Linked DNA regions of Sus scrofa: regions 2 and 3 are each linked to region 1. Evidence: chromatin contacts called from public Hi-C and HiChIP or PLAC-seq data. All regions are on one chromosome and are shown on one strand. Each heading gives the region's core, a stretch centred on a gene start, on an enhancer-like site or on the middle of the called end of the contact. The rest is flanking DNA. Distances are from core to core; before and after follow the strand shown. Region 1 holds the start of CXCR4 (C-X-C motif chemokine receptor 4). Region 2 overlaps THSD7B (thrombospondin type-1 domain-containing protein 7B). Region 3 holds the start of DARS (aspartate--tRNA ligase, cytoplasmic).

What was found. Hi-C and Micro-C count contacts between places; a contact is called where the count stands out from the background. HiChIP or PLAC-seq counts read pairs in DNA pulled down with a chosen protein or histone mark.
Region 2: a contact with region 1 is called in a Hi-C map of retroperitoneal adipose tissue, with 1.6 times the contacts expected there. The contact joins the enhancer-like site here to the promoter of CXCR4 in region 1. A contact is called at or near these places in 3 of 5 promoter capture datasets (fetal liver, liver and skeletal muscle), 15 of 47 Hi-C or Micro-C datasets (alveolar macrophages, blood, brain and 10 more) and 2 of 2 datasets of contacts at active chromatin or transcription factors (alveolar macrophages and skeletal muscle).
Region 3: a contact with region 1 is called in an H3K27ac HiChIP or PLAC-seq map of alveolar macrophages. The contact joins the promoter of DARS here to the promoter of CXCR4 in region 1. A contact is called at or near these places in 1 of 5 promoter capture datasets (liver), 3 of 47 Hi-C or Micro-C datasets (liver and skeletal muscle) and 1 of 2 datasets of contacts at active chromatin or transcription factors (alveolar macrophages).

The regions. Positions count from the first base shown.
Region 1 is chr15:15,662,185-15,665,086 of Sscrofa11.1, reverse strand. It overlaps CXCR4 (C-X-C motif chemokine receptor 4), which reads right to left and starts at 1,435. Exons shown (of 2, transcript NM_213773.1): 1 at 1,421-1,435. The coding sequence starts at 1,435.
Region 2 is chr15:15,429,754-15,432,655 of Sscrofa11.1, reverse strand. All of the region lies in intron 7 of THSD7B (thrombospondin type-1 domain-containing protein 7B), which reads left to right. Among named protein-coding and RNA genes, the nearest start is that of THSD7B, 180 kb to the left of the region's middle. Within about 2 kb of position 1,400, at least 11 of the 83 cell types and tissues checked have an H3K27ac peak or open chromatin away from gene starts, as enhancers often do. A contact at or near this core is called in alveolar macrophages and retroperitoneal adipose tissue, where this site is marked.
Region 3 is chr15:15,809,103-15,812,004 of Sscrofa11.1, reverse strand. It overlaps DARS (aspartate--tRNA ligase, cytoplasmic), which reads right to left and starts at 1,508. Exons shown (of 16, transcript XM_003133266.5): 1 at 1,263-1,508. The coding sequence starts at 1,328.

The DNA of each region.
Region 1 (2,902 bases), core at 186-2,685:
CGACTCTCTAAACACAAACACCCTTCTGTACTTCAAGTAACCCGTAGTGGGGAAGGAGAACACTGCGATCTTAAACGACCGGCTTTGGTGCTTGGGGGCAGGGGTGTCAGAAGTGGGTAACCCCCACTACGGCCGGCGCTACTCAGGGGCGTGGGTCTCTCCGCCAAACCCTTGTTTATCGCTTGGCGCGTTTGGGACGTTAGGGAGCACAGCATTTTAATGGGAGGAGAAAGTCACGGGGTCTGCACCCGTGGTCCTCGCCCCAAGTTTCATTTCCTCACCCTCCCGGGGCTCTTCCCACCCTGTCAATGATCCAGTTAATGGAGTGGGAAGTCTGCAGCTGGAAGCCTCCAGGCGGAGGACGCGCTGGAGACCAGATGGTCCAGCTCCGGACCTCCACGATGCCCACCGCTGGCGGTCTGCGGCTCCAGCGGTTTGGCCTGCAGCACGCCGGGTGCCGCCGAGAGATTGGGCGGCTCCGCCGCGGGAGCCTTTGAATCGCGCGCCGCTGGGGGAAACGAAAAGTCTCGCTTTTCAAAGGGCTCCAGGAAACCACCGACGGTTAATTGGTGCAGCTCATCTCTGTGAGAGCCAAACGGTCTTCCCACTTGCACCTGCCTTGTCTACGCCACAACTACCGGCAGCGCAGGTGCCCTCCCAGCCCCCGCCCCGCACTCCTAGGGGCGCTGCTGCACTGTGACCGCTGCCTCGACTATAAACTACCTCAACTTCTGCACAACCCCAAACTCCAGAACCCCGGGGCCCACTGTGCTTGCGACGCCCTCAATCCCAAGGCGCACGCGCTGCTCCGGGCCACCCTGCTGCGGCGTCCTTTCGCCTTTCCCGCCTTCTACTCAGTGCTTGGGCACTGGCACAGCTCCGCCGACAGCAGAATTTAGCGAACACGCGCCCAACGCCAAGAGGGGTCCCCAGGAGCCTTTGCCTTAAGATAACCAGGGGCGCCGGCTCCCTCTGGGAACTCAGCCCGGACGCGCCGCCCTCCACCTTCAAATTCAGATAATGTAATTGGCTCCAAAGAAATCCCCGCTCTCCTGAGGAAGGGACCCATGGTCTGAGTCCCCGGGCAGCGCGAGTGTCTTCTCTGCACTTGTGCACAAAATGTTCTTATGTTTGCAAACAGTGTGCAAGCCCGGCGCGCGCCGTGGAACTCAAGCGGGAGATACATGCAACCACCCAAACGGTCGTTCCAATCTTTTCTCCTCTAATCCAAGAGAAAAAGATTCCAATACCCACCCCACCCCCTCCCATAGCCAGGCGCAGTAAAACTCCTTTCCATGACCCTCCTCCCGGGCACGGGCACCTCCAATACTCGGGTCGCTTCTGCCCGTTTGGAGAGGGGTTGCACTCTAAGTTCAAGTGTTTGTATGTTTAAGAAAAAGCAGGTTGAAACTGGACTTACACGGAACCCGTCCATGGTAACTGCTCACTCTCCAGCCGCGGGGGCTACCGGAGCACTCAAGTCCTCAGGGTCACTTTGCTACCTGCTGCCGCAGCCAACAGACTGAAGTTTCTGGCCAAAGCTGGACTTTTATAAAAACACGCTTTGTGGGCGGCGCATGCGCTGAGCGGTGGGCGGGAGGGCGGGGCGGGGAGAAAGGCGGGGTGGAGCCGGAGAACGGTACACCAGGGGCAGGGGGGAGGAGGGTGCGAGGGAGGGGCAAGGGGGTATGCACCTAGGCGGCCCGGGTGGGATAATCCTGGGAGGCCCCGCAGCGGCTGCTGTAAGCTCTGGCTCAACATCACCTCGTGAATCTCCGGCTGGGGCGGGCATCCGAGAAGCGTGCCCCAACTTGTAAAAGCAGGATGCGCCTGGAGGGAGGTCGAAAGCGCGGGCGACAGACGCGTCCTTGTGTGGCGCGTCCATCCTTGCTCACGAAGATGGTATTCTAGTCCTCGGAAGGCTACAGGTGGAGACACTGAGGCACAGAGGCGGGAAGTGACTTGCCAGAGTCACCCAACCAGTAGGCGGCAATACTGGCACTGGATCCAATATCTGACTCCATTCCCAGCTCTTTCAGCAGATGCAATCCATTCAGGAAATAAAATAAGTAATGATTTTTTTCTTTAGAGCACAACTCTATATAACTAGATATGCACAGCTACAGTAATAGTATCAGGGTCAGGTGTAGACAACACTTTTAGAAGGTAGGATGATTTGGTATTGTTCTGGAGGAGGACTGTGATAGAGAAGTAGAAGTGTATTCCCGGGTAATCAATTCGTGAATAGTACCTTCTTAAAAAAAAAAAAAAGAAAAAAAGGAAGAAGAATATACGCTTTGTTACAAGGGAAATAGCGAATAATACTCTTGTAACAAATCACAAGGCGCTTGCACAGAATCACTCATTCATTCTCACAACACCCTGTGGGTATTATCATTACCAACATGCACTCAGTCAAGAGATATTTAGTGAGGGCTGACTGCATGCCTCACACTATTCTAGGCAGTGGGGATGCAACGGTGAAGCCGAGGACAAGGCCCCCATGCGAAGGAAACAGGGAGCAGATCTGCAGAGATGAAATGCCAGGGTTGGCCGGGAATTCCATACCCGACCTGAATCCATATCTACCGGACCCCACATCTGCCGTCCGACCCAATGAGGGAGATAATAGTTGGCACCGGTAAGAAATTAAGTTGAAGAACTGGGCGAGGGGGACTAGGGGTGTAAGCTGGACGCTTAAAGATGTCTCAGACCGCCTGGGGTTTGCAGTGAGAGCCCAGACAGTGCTTTCCAGTCTCGCACCACTTCCCGCCGGCGCGGAGCCTGGGTGGGGCCGGGGACCGAGTGAGGGGCGGGGTCAAGAAATAGTGCGACCGCAGGCGGGGGTGACCGCAGGAGTGACAAAGAGGACTGAAGTGTGAGCCTCAGCCGGCCGAAGGGT
Region 2 (2,902 bases), core at 151-2,650, 230 kb after region 1:
ATTTTCCTATTATGCTATTCTCCTACCTCAGTGACATGTATAGTAAATAATGCATTCTGGTCATTTTAGAAAATAATTTTATCTCTAGGTCCCTGTATAGTGTCTAGTTAATATTTATACTTATTCAAGGGGTTTTCTCTATTTTTTTTCATTAAGAGAGGTTTTCTATTTTTCTTCTTATAAATATTTGACCTTGTATGAAATAGCGAGTCTTTTTTCTGGTGTATAACACAAAAAACAAAACCTAGTCATGAGGGTTGTCACTAAGCCCCTCCCCTACTCACTAATTAGGGGGTGCTTCTAGGAAATCAGGCCCAATCACAAGGTCCAGTTTTGCTAGCTCTTCATGCTTGAATATAGTTCAAAAAACGGGATCGTAGATGAGGTCTGCCATCTCCAGCCCCATACCAGGGCCATTCTGTCAGCAACATTACAAAGGCCCAAGGTGATTAAAAGTAGCTTTGGATTGAAATGACTGACTTATTTCAGAGGCCCTCTTCTTCTACCCCAAAATATTAATTTCAAAACATTTAGGGTCTTGAACTATTTCCCCAGGTATCTTTTTTTTTTTTTTTTTTCGTTTTTTTTCCTTTTCTAGGACCACACCCGCAGCATATGGAGGTTCCCAGGCTAGGGGTTCAATTGGAGATGTAGCCACCAGCCACAGCAACTTGGGATCCAAGCCATGTCTGCAACCTACTCTACAGCTTACGGCAGTGCCAGATCCTTAACCCACTGAGTGAGGTGAGGGATCGAACCATCAACCTCATGGTTCCTAGTCAGATTCATTAACCACTGAGCCATGACGGGAACTCTGATATCTCTTGAATCTAATAGAAAAGTAAAAAGTTCTGGCCATTGGGAGTTTAGCTGGGGTGTGAGGCATAGAGGGGATGGGTAGGTGAAGGCCCTGGGGGTCTGAGGTTCCAGGTTCTGGGTTGGTTCTGCCCCTATTGTGGAGGGGGTGCTTCACTTTCTTGGTCAGTTGAATGAAGAGGCTGACCGGGTGCTCTGCCTCAGTTTGCAGGCAGCCTGTCTATAGGAATAATTACTGCATCCATCCCTACTTTGTACCAACACAGGTGCTGGGGAAATTGCTGTGAAGGAGATGCATTGACCAATGTGATGAAGCAAGACATGGCTGTGCTCGGCCCTCCATCCCAAAGCATGGCTTCTGTGTCCATGCGACTGGCTTGAGCCAAAGCCATCTTTTCCTGTGACCCTTTAGGCCTGTGCGTGTGTTGAGGCCTGGTCACCAGTTCAGGCTCCCACCCCACACAGCATCGGTTTCCCTCTGCCTGGTTCCCTTTCCTGCGGGCTGACTTCACCCCAGTGCAGAATGTAGGAGAACTTCTAAAAATGTCGACTCAGAAGAAGAGGAAGCGGGTGGTGCTCAGCTTCTCTCTCTTACCCGAGGCACCCTGGCCCTGCTCTTCTGCCCAGAACAGTGTGTTCCCAGGGCCCACATGGGGAGGAAGTTGAAACCAGCTCCACAAAAGCCCCTTTGAAGGCAATGCATGCCTCCTCCCTTAAGTTATGGAACAAGGAGGACCCCTCTAGCATTCAAGGGAGGACTGAAGGGAATCTACTGGAGGTTATGTGCTCTGCCCACTGGGAAAGTGGAGGCAGCTTTTCTTACTAAGAAAAGTGCAAAATAAGTGCCTCTTTACCTCACCAGGTAGAAAGAATTGCAATCAGGAAGGCTTTAAGACATACTAGAAGGAAAAAAAAAACCTTAAAAAAGAGACATGTTGAAGACATGGGAGGCAGGCCAGGGGCAGGTCAGGGGCTGGATGGTGCATACACAGGGTGTGTGCATGCATGCGTGTGTGTGTGTGTGTGTGTGTGTGTATGTGAGCAAGTGCGCACACGTGCACACACACATTTAGACATCTTCGGTAGTCCTAGAAGACAGTGGCTCTCACTCAAACTCTAACAAGTGCCCAAATCACTGGTGGGGTTTGTTTGTTCCTAATTCAGTAGCTCTGGGTGGAGCCTGAATATTTGCTTTTCTGACAAGTTTCCAGGTGATGCCAATTCTGCTTTTCATGCAGTGGTGCTAAGGAGAGTGGCTTGATGGGATAAAGATCTTAATGAGTGCAATCTTGGTTCAACCAGCCTCTTCCTTGGAATATTGATAAGCTGGGACAAGAGCCCTGGTATTGAACACAGTGGAAAGGTCTATAGCAATGAGAATGGTGTTCTTCAAGTGTGGCTTATAAACCATCTTCATCAGAATCACCTTGGATTGGGAATTCCCATTGTGGCTCAGTAGGTTAAGAACCTGATATAGTGTCCATGAGGGTGCAGGCTTGATCCCTGGCCTCATTCAGTGGATTAAGGATCTGGTGTTGCCAGAAGCAGTGGTGTAGATGGCAGATGTGGCTTGGATCCAGTGTTGCCATGGATGTGGCGTAGGCTGGCAGCCGTAGCCGAGAAAATAATTACCTATGACCCTGCTACTCAAAATTGTGATTCCCAGACCAGCACATTGGGCGTCACCTGGGTGTTGGTTAGAAATGCAGAATCTCAGGTCCCATCCCAGACCTACTGAACCAGAATCTATTTTAAAATAAGATCCCCAGTGATGTATAGGCGCATTATAGATTGAGAAACACTGCTCTGTGGGGTTCAGGTGTGTCTCCAGGGTGGTATCACTGGGGGTGAGGGTGGAGAGGTGGGATATGCCATGTTTACAGTCCAGATTGTTGCACAGTAGCTCAGCCTAGGTCCTGGAGTGGGGACTCTTCCAGGGTCAATGGCTCAAGCCTTCACAGAGATATACATTCCTAGAAACAGAGCCTATAAAGAGTGGGTGGTTTTGGTGTGTCATCTGTCAATTTTGGCAGTGTCTTCTTTTTTTGGGGGGTGTGTGTGCTCATGGCATTCCTAGAAGTTCCTG
Region 3 (2,902 bases), core at 259-2,758, 150 kb before region 1:
CTCACTTTATTAAATGATCTCTAAGACCCTTCTAGCTATAAAAATGACATAACTCTGTCACAATGGCTACCTCATAACTAGACTTACACTATCTGCAAAAGTGCACTGCTAGTTTATATAGACAATCAGGTCCAGAATACACAAAAGTAGATTCCTTAAATTTTAGAAGGTAACTTAAGATGTGGATGAAACAGTTTCTGCCACTATAGCTGTCTGCTGGAATTCTCATCTTCATTAGACCTGAAGGATGTAAGATTTTGTGTTTATACTAAAACAAACCAAACAATGTATTAAGGTGCTTACTAAAGTTTTTTTGTTTGTTTTTGGCAAATAACAAAAAATACACCTTAAAGATATTCAGTCCTAATAAAAAGATAGTCATACAATGTAGCAAGACCGCAGCATAAATAAGTTACAGCATGTGAAAAGAAAATAAGAGGTCACTTATTAATACCGTTCATACTTCAGCAAACCTTATTCCATCTAACAGTCTTAAGATAACCTATTCCTTAGGTAGTTTACGATAAATTCATATTTCCTCAACAGAAAAATTAGGAGCCAGATAGGGATCTCGGTTTTACCAACAGCACGCATTAACTTGTAGGTTTCAAAACTTTCATTTCCAGATAGCACTGAAGGACCACAGATGATTTTGGGGGCACTTCATCTCAAATGCATTCTCTGCAAACTTCCCTACCTATTTCATGGGTTACTTAAGAGAAAAAAAGGAAATTTTAAAAATGACAAGTGTTCTCTAAGGCTGTCGCATGGAAAACGGCCATTAAACATTTTGGCAGATCGTTTTACTAAGTACTGTCATAACTTGAAACACATTAGGAACACACGAGCTGTGCGAAAATCGATTATCAGTGGACATTAAAATTTTCCGGGGAAAGAGACGGATTACGTGAAGGACGTGCCTAACCCAGGGAGGTTTAAGTGACCTCGCCGCTCCTACTTCCGGGGCACTTGGTACTTTAAGTCCACCCCAGCCCAGCGACACGCTTCTCCTAGGCCAGGCCTCCTAGGCGCCGCAGTGAGAAATGCGATCCGTAGTGCCTCTGGCCACGTTGCTCAGACAAGGACCTTGGAGGCCCGGTGAGCGTTCTAAGAGCGCGAACCTCAGGCATGCGGCCTGTAGTCAAAGTGCCGATAGGGATCCAGAAGTCAAAGCCCCGCTATCCCTACTCCCTCCCTCCGCGCGGTCCCGCCCGGGGCGGGGGGGGGGTCCTGCGCTCCCAGGCCCGGGAAAGAAAACCCACTTCCGCCGCGTCCATGATGTCCCGCGGCTTCTCCTGACTCTTGCGGCTGGCGCTGGCGCTGGGCATCTGGACAAATGGACAACTGGACAGGGAAGCGATCACCACCCTCCCTCGCAGGCTTCCGTAGGGCAGGCCAAAGGGGCTTCTCCCTCCCGCAGTCTCCGCCCTCCCTGCACTCCAGTCACAGCACACACGTTCGTACTCCGCGTGGAGGGTCGGCTGCGGAAAGATCGCGAGAACTGCAACTCTCTCGAGATCTTGGAGCGCTGGGAGGCTGATAGCGCGCTCCAGTGTCGTCTTCTTGCCCCGCCCTTATGGGTGTTGGGAATCCCCGGGAATTCGTTATAGTCTCGCGGGAATGATTCTTGAGTAGAGGAGTCTCAAAGCCTTAGTTGGCACAAACTTGAGTCTTTTCGCTTTTCAGGCCTATCCCAACTACAGCCTTTACTGTGTCGTCTTTTCTGCCCTACTTACTCTTCTTGGCTTTAACTGCAGACTGTTCACCAAAACATCCACCCAACTCGAGATACGACTTTTCCTCTCATGGACTTATCCGCCTCCAACACTGTCCAGCGGGAGTATAGGTGCCTGGACTCATGGGAGACCTCTTCTCAAAAAGCTGCTCTGTGTACTGGGTTATAGGCAGTTGGCTTGCTAAGGTAGGATTGGGTACTGGTACCCAAGTTAAAAGTGAAACTGGAGTTCCCATCGTGGCCCAGTGGTTAACGAATCTGACTAGGAACCATGAGGTTGCAGGTTCGATCCCTGTCCTTGCTCATTGGGTTAAGGATCCGGCATTGCCGTGAGCTGTGGTGTAGGTCACAGACGCGGCTCGGATCCTGCGTTGCTGTGGCTCTGGCGTAGGCCGGTGGCTGCAGCTCCAATTTGACCCCTAACCTGGGAACCTCCATGTGCGGTGGGAGCGGCCCAAGAAATGGCAAAAAGACAAAAAAAAAAAAAAAAAAAAAGTGAAGCTTAAGCACAATGGCAAAAATCCTACATAACTGCCTGATTGCCTGGACCTGTTGCATCGTTAGAGGCAATGCATAGTGTTGCTTGTCCAATGAATGAATCTCTATATAGTTCGGCTTTTTTTTTTAATTGTCATTCATAAGCCGCTTATTGCAATTGAAAGTAATTTGGGGGCGTAGTTAAATGCCGTCTCCTCTGCTAGCCGTCTTTGCACTCCGTCAAGTTTTAACTACCTTACTAGTCTTAGCCTGTGACAAAGTGGCAGAGTTTTACTTGTTCAGGAGTGCAGATAGACCCCAATGCAAATGAAAGGGCTCTAGAGGCTACCACGTTCAGATCCCGGGGTACAATAGTGAGGAGACACATAGTCCCTGCCCTCAGCTTACCTTCTCATTGCAGGTATGAAGTAGAGGTACCAAGTACTATGCAAGTTTTTTTGAGGGCATTTACCTCAGACTTCGCTGAGGAAGTGATACTTCAGCTAAATTCTAGAAGAGTCAGCCAGGTGAAATGGGGCCTAAAGAATATTCAAGGCAGAGCGGGTTAGGAAGAGAAAGATCATGGCTCAATTACATTCAAGGGGAGAATGTCCAGGTAACCTTTGCCTTTCTGAGGTCTGGGCTACAGATGTATGTTTCACATACACTAACTCATTTAATTCTTATACC